Regions from separate parts of the Sus scrofa genome. Here region 2 is linked to region 1. The links are chromatin contacts, called in public HiChIP or PLAC-seq maps. All regions are on one chromosome and are shown on one strand. The core of a region is the stretch at or near the end of the contact, and the rest is flanking DNA. Distances in the headings are between cores, read along the strand shown. Region 1 has its middle 70 kb from the start of TRIB1. Region 2 overlaps NSMCE2 (E3 SUMO-protein ligase NSE2).

Evidence for each region. HiChIP or PLAC-seq counts read pairs in DNA pulled down with a chosen protein or histone mark.
Region 2: an H3K27ac HiChIP or PLAC-seq map of alveolar macrophages shows a contact between it and region 1. The contact joins two enhancer-like sites. A contact is called at or near these places in 1 of 47 Hi-C or Micro-C datasets (embryonic fibroblasts) and 1 of 2 datasets of contacts at active chromatin or transcription factors (alveolar macrophages).

Annotation. Positions count from the first base shown.
Region 1 is chr4:14,225,931-14,229,374 of Sscrofa11.1, forward strand. No RefSeq gene overlaps it. Among named protein-coding and RNA genes, the nearest start is that of TRIB1, 70 kb to the right of the region's middle. Within about 2 kb of position 1,546, at least 39 of the 83 cell types and tissues checked have an H3K27ac peak or open chromatin away from gene starts, as enhancers often do. A contact at or near this core is called in alveolar macrophages, where this site is marked.
Region 2 is chr4:14,417,454-14,421,043 of Sscrofa11.1, forward strand. The region is part of intron 4 of NSMCE2 (E3 SUMO-protein ligase NSE2); the gene reads right to left. Among named protein-coding and RNA genes, the nearest start is that of TRIB1, 120 kb to the left of the region's middle. Within about 2 kb of position 1,793, at least 19 of the 83 cell types and tissues checked have an H3K27ac peak or open chromatin away from gene starts, as enhancers often do. A contact at or near this core is called in alveolar macrophages, where this site is marked.

The DNA.
Region 1 (3,444 bases), core at 296-2,795:
ATTCTGCGTTTCAGGCTGCATTTTCATTCTGTTGATAGTTGCCTTTGCTGTGCAGATGATTTTGATGTAGTCCCACTTGTTTATTTTTGCTTTGCTTTTGGTGTCAGACATACATCACATCTCACAGCAACCCAGGATCCTTAATGCACCAAGTGAGGTCAGGGATGGAACCCGCATCTTCACAGATACCAGTCAGGTTTGTTACCACTGAGCCACAATGGGAACTCCTGTCATACTGTTTTAGTTATTATAGCTTTATAATATAGCTTTAGATCAGGGATCATGATGTATCCATCTTTGTTCTTCTTTCTCAAGATTGCGTTGACTATTCAGAGTCCCCTGTGGTTCCATACAAATCTGAGTGTTGCTTGTTCCTGACTTCAGATTTTCCTTTCTCTGATGCCCCTTCAGGCCTCAGCTTTTATCCAAATCCACTCCAGTTCTCTAAAAAAAAAAAAAAAAAAATTTAATGATAACAATGAATAATAACTACATTTTTGTGTGCTCTGTCTGTAATAAATCTATGACAATGCTATAACAATTACTTTATATAACAATACTAGCATTTATTAAGAACTCTTACTTACATACTGGGCCACCTTCTTTCAATTATATATATATATTAGCTTATTTATCAACTCCATGAGGAAGGTGCTATAATATAATTCCCTTTTAAAGATGAGAAAGCTGGGGCACAGGACAGTTAAGTCACCTGCTTAAGGACACACAGCTAATGAGCCACAGAACAAGGAGTTAAACTTCAAGCTGTAAAGTCTGATTCTTAGCATCTATATCCTGCTGCCTCATGCAATCCTCCTGGGTCCTTAATGACAGTCTTCCCAGGCAGATATTTCCTGATTTTACAAATGAGAAAACTGGAGACTCAGCTATATCTTGGGCCCATGTGCCGAGTCGCCATATTGGAATTGGACCCTAAACCCAGTATTGTCTAATCCCATAGTCTGAGGCCCCAACCACCACACAGCTCTGCCCTTCCGTTCACACCAGTCTGAGCTTGGGGGAGCAGGGAGGGCCTCCCCATCTCCCTCCGAGGAATTGTTTGAGCCTTCTCCTCATGGTCAAGAATTTCTCACACGGGCTCCCCACTCAAGGGAGGCCTCCTGGGTTTCTGGATTCAAAGCCTGTGCGTGTGTCACGGCCAAGCATCTACACTAGCTGTGCCCCTGCAGATTTTCTCCAATCTTCAACTCCTCGGCAAGTGCTAGGGACTTTGTTCCATGATGGAAGGTCACTCGGTTCCAGTGGCAGGCTCAAGTGGGTGAGGGAGGCCCTTTGAGTCATGGAGGAAACCACAAGCTCGGGTCCCCGCAGCCCCTGCTCCCAGAGGCCGCACCCCAATACTGTGGAAATGTGTAATTTGCACCCTCATCCACCTCCCACAGACCCAGGGTTCTGCTGCTGCTGATTCATTTTGAGAAGCTCCACTTTCCACAGCTTCATGAGGAAGGATTGTCCCCACCGCCAGAGCCATGTGTGTTTGCTATGATTCATCAGATCGTCTGCAATCGCCTCAAAAATAGCCCTTACGCAATGCAGGAGCCGCTGGGAGCCTCGGCGCAGGGGCTTCCCCTCTTAGTCACCCTCTGGGCCTCAGTCCACTTCCACGCAGCCACGGGAACTCGGAGGGACAGGCACATGCCCAAAAGAGGAACTTGAGAAACTAGCAGGCGGGGGGTGAAGGCCGCCCCCCCACAGTTGGCAACTGTGATGAGGCAAGATCGCAGCTGTGGGCCTCTGTAGAAGTGAAATGTGCTCCGTAAACAAAATCTCCCAAGGCCAAGGGTGGCCGCGGCCCTGTGCCCTCTGGTCCCAGGGTCTGTGGCCAGCAAGGAGGCCCCGGACACGGCTGATCAGCTCTTCCTGCAGATTTGGATGTTCGACGGGAAGGCAGGCTGCTGGCAGAGGCTGATGCTGGTCTGAGCCTACAGAGAACACTGAGAGGGACAAGAGGGAGGGTGGTGTCCCACTGGGGGTGCCTCCTGCTGGAAGGAGGCCCTTCCGGTCCAGTGTTCCTCCTCTCTAGCCACCAGCAGTTAGATATGATGGGGGTTGGAGAGAGTTGTCACCACATGGATGCTCAGGCCCCATCTCCAGAGATCCTGGGTGGGCCTGGGTGTGGGTGCTTTTCAAAAGCTGACATTTTAGAGTTGAAAACTAGTTACCTAGGGCGAGCCATCACGTTGCATAGAAGGAGTTGCTGAACTTCAACTTTCCCTTGGCCTACAAAGCCTTCCACGATCAGGCCTCTTCATTTCCTCATTACCTCTCTGAATTCTCTGGGGTTTTTTGCTTGTTTGTTTGTTTGTTTGTTGTTTTTTCTTTTTTAGGGGCCGCACCTGCAGCATATGGCAGTTCCCAGACTGAGGGTTGAATCTGAGCTGCAGCCGCCAGCCTACGCCACAGCAACACGGGATCCGAGCCGCATCTGCAATCCACACCGCAGCTCACAGCAACTGCCGGAGTCTGAACCCACTGCAGAGATTGAACCCACATCCTCATGGATACTAGTCAGGTTCTTAACCCACTGAACCACAGGGGAAACTCGTGAATTCTCTGGTCTTACCACTTCTCTCTCTCTCTCCTCTTCCAGTCTCCTCCCCGCTCTTCCTCTTTCCCTCTCCCTGACTCTCCCCCCACCCTCCTCTCTTCCTCCCACCTCAGGGCCTTTGCACCACCTGTTACCCCTGCCTTTGCCCCAGATCCCTCAGGATTCTAAGTCCGAATCAGTACCTTAGTGCCTCTCCATGTTCTCACTTCATTTTCCTTCACAGCACAACAGACCCTATGTCTGTATTTTTTTATTGCCTTATCCTCCATTAGAATGTAGTCTCAGAAGGGCCAGGGCTTCCTGCTGCACTCCCAGCACCAGCATAGTGACTGGCAAGCCACGATTGCTCAATACCTATATTTGCTGGTGGATGGACAACCCCAGTATGGTGTTCACAGCAACACCAACGCCCCAACCCAAACTCCCCCAACTGGCACCAAGCCCCAAGGTCACATGTTTCTCTTTAAGGACTAGTTCATGAATGCACACAAAGTAAGCTCAGAGGCTGGACCCTTTCTCCATACGGTGCCTTCAAGGCACACCCACGGAGGACCAACGGTGGCTTCGTAACCAGCATACCAAGACAACCACTGGCAGAAAATAGCTGTCCTGTCCCCTTGGGAGGCCCTTCTAATGATGTGACCGAATGTGGTCACACTGATCAAATGTATTCAGACTCCCATGGGGAACTGGCCTTCACAATTTACTGGCCCCGACCTCTTGAATTGCAGCCACCATCTTGTTTTCAACCAGTCATCACTCGCGTATGTATCACTGTTTATCAACACAAAATGATGTCACGAATATGCTCGATCCTGACAGTAAACCTGGAAGCTGATGCTACTGCCCTTCATTTTCCAGACCAAGCCTCTGGG
Region 2 (3,590 bases), core at 543-3,042, 190 kb after region 1:
GGCCGCTGGCCACGCACGTGGGTGATTTCCCCCAGGGCCACCTGCCCGGGCCGCTGGGGTTCTAGCACACTCCCCAGCCAATCCTGCTCAAGTTATGACAGGGGAGGTTGGGCCAAATGGGGAGGCAGACTGTTCATTTCAGGGACAAAAAGGTCCAAAGGGCCTTTGTTTTTTCTTCGAACTTATACTTCATAAAATCCACGAATCATGGAGATACAGAGTTGAATTTTTTCTTTAATAGTCAAGTAATGGGAGGATTGGAAGTCAGTGAGTCAGACAGGACATTATTTGGTGCTGATGCTGCTGGTTAGGTGGGATGATTAAGAACTGCTCAAGAGGAGTTCCCGTCATGGCTCAGTGGTTAGCGAGCCCGACTAGCATCCATGAGGATGAGGGTTCGATCCCTGGCCTTGCCCAGTGGGTTAAGGATCTGGTGTTGCCATGAGCTGTGGTGTAGCCAACATGGCTTGGACCTGGCATTGCTGTGGCTGTGGTGTAGGCCGGCAATTGTAGCTCCGATTTGACCCCTAGCCTGGGAACTTCCATATGCCGCAGGTGCGGTCCTAAAAAGACAAAAAGACCCAAACAAAACAAAACCAAAACAAAACCTGCTCAGGAGGATACAGAGGCTGCTGGCTGGAATGTCCTATCCTCTTCACCCTGCGAGTGCTGATCCATCTCATCTCGGCACTCCGTGCCCCAGGAAGCCTTCTCAGATCAGCCCCATCCTTACCCTCTCGCCTCCTCCCCCAGGCAAGATGTGGCAACCCTCCTCTCCGCTCTCAAAGTGCCCACATCTCCCTCCACCGTGACGCTTGCCCAACTGTACAGAAACCACCTGCTCCCGCCTTCCCACAGACTGTCCACTTGACGGTGGGGACAGTGTCTGTTGCGTTTGCATCCTTGGTGCCTAATGAATAATGTCCTGTAAATGACTGTTGAATGGAACAGTACCACTCCACTGAGATACCACAACCTCTGAGATTCTGAATCTGCTTTGTTATCTTTGATCTGCTTTGGCCTGAGATCTGAAATGACACAGCCCTTGAAGTGACCCAGTTACAGCTCAAAAAAGGCAAAATTACAGGATCCGAGTAACAGTCCTCCAGCTACGTGGCATTCTTCTGCCACACGCACAGATTCTCCAGCTGTTCTAGACGAATTTAATCAGCCCCCAATTCTCTTTAAATAACTGTATAAGAGGAGTGTGTGGTTTTCTTTAGGGGTCTTCCTTTCTCACATCAAAAGATAACGAGGAATAAGTTATCTGCTCTTGATTCAGCCAACGCACTTATGATGAGAAGCCAAAGCAACCTAAACATTCATAACTTCTTGAGTCTCACTATGTACAGATGAAAAATGCAAACTATTTGGAGGTGATGCTATTCATATTTTGAAGGGTTTACTTTCAGGATAGTTTAGTGGGTCACAGTAAAGGAGCTATCAAATAAAGCGGAAAAACAGCACACTCCTTATTCCTAGCAGCAGCTCTTCATGAGATGTGCTGCCTTGAGTATCCAGGAAGATAAATATTTCAGCCACAAATGAGGCGAGGAAGTACATTTTACACATCTGAGGAACCACCCCCTTGCGATTACAAAGTCAGACTCTTTAATGTCACCCCAAACTTAATCCTATCCATCCTGCCTAACGTTTTAATGAATTCTGTAGTTATCAAGAAGATTAAATGAAAAAAAAAAAAAAGGCCCACCCTGCTTACTCTGAAGCAATGTCGACATGCGTCTCAAACCGGTGACTGCAAACCACACACCACAAAGTATTTAAATGAATCAGAAGTTCTGGGTGGGGCCTCAACTTAAAAAAAAACAAAAAACCAGATCCACAGATGTGAAGAACCACTGGTCAAGTTCAATGGCACTCCACTGAATTCTTTCAACAACCTTGCTCATTTTTACGGATGAGGAAACTAAAGTGAAGGCAGGTTAGGGAAGGGCCTTGCATGGCCTGGCTAATGAGGTTTGGGTGTGGGATGTGATGCTCTGGTTGAGTCAACAGAGCCCAGGGGTCAAGAGGCAGGGTCTCTTCAGCCAGAATGCCCCATTTCAAAAGCTGGCTCTGACACCTACTGGCTCGGTGACTTTGAGCAAGCGTCTTAACTCTGTGTCTCAATCTCCTCATCGGTAGAAACGGTGATATCAGTAGTACACATTTCAGAGGGCTGTGGTCAAGATTAATGAGTTAACTTCTAGAAAGTGCTTACAACAGTGCCTGGCATACAGTCAGCATTATTTTTGCTCTTATCTGACTTCGAAGCCTGTGCTGCTTCTTCCACATTAAGGGTTAATGTTATGAAGCACCCAGAGTAATATTTTGAAACATTCCATAATTGCTTTGCCTTTGGGAAGTAATAAATGTTTGTTAATTAAGATATTCCACCCTAGTTTTCACCGTGTTTCATTCCTGAAGAGTTAGAAAAGCAGGCATCAGAGAACACAGCATCTGGCTTAACGAAGGAACTAATTTTGACCATTTAGAACTTCCTGAAAAAGGAACAAGCCGTCTGTCCCAGGAGGTGCCTCAACCAAAGACGGCTACTTAGTGGAGATTGTTTGGGGCAGACTAAAGAACAGCTACCCTTGCAGGGAAAGGACTGGATGAGATAAACTCCAGGGAGCCTGTTTTACGCTGGAGAAGATTACTGGCTTAAAGAACTGCCTTTTGGCAAGGCATTTTTATAGGAATGTGACTTCAGTTACATTATACTCAGACACTTACCTTGACTAAAAAGCATGAATGGTATGAGAGGCTCTTAAAAATGGGTGTGTAGGAAGTGTGCGTGTGCGTGTGTGTGCGTGAATGTAAAAGAGACATTAATTCATTCATTGATTTTAGGACATCTCAGAGTAAAATGGCCCAGTGAAGTGATTCTCGTAATTTAATTGAATAAGTGACCATAAATAACATTGTTTGCATCAGAAAGAAAATACTTCCCGAATTTCTAAATATATGCTGTATTTTCTATGGATAAAACAGGTACTCAGAAATGCTTGGCTTTCTGAAGGAAAACTGGTATCATATTCTTTTTTATCCTAATTTCTTAACAGAAAAGAACAAGCAAAATCTCTGATCCATTTTTGTTCCATGACAGAGACATCTTGGCCATTTTCCTCCAGGAATAACCAGCCTTGAGTGTGGCTCTCCTCAGCAGTTATTGCCTTAGGTCTGTGTGCAAGAATGTACCAGAGGAAAAGAAACTTTAAAAGCTTTGACAAAAGCTACCATGACATGACAAAAACAAAGACAAAAAGCCAAACCCTACTATAACAAAACTCATCCATTTGCTCCCCTGTTTGAGGTCTGCTATCCCATTCACTCATTCATTGATTCATGCATTCACATTCTCTCTTATATTCCCTACTCCTGCACTATTTCTAGTCTGTGATTTGGTTGAGGAAAAGGGAACAGTTTAGTATCTATTAACGTGACACACATGCAGGCGAAGTAGTTTGTTGGAGAGCTCAGGGTGCGAGCTCTGGATAAGGCAGGCGCTAAATTTCATTAAACCTTAGTTTGTAAAAGGGGACCGTAAGAACAGCACCTCTGTCAGAGGACTATGGAAGGAAATAAAG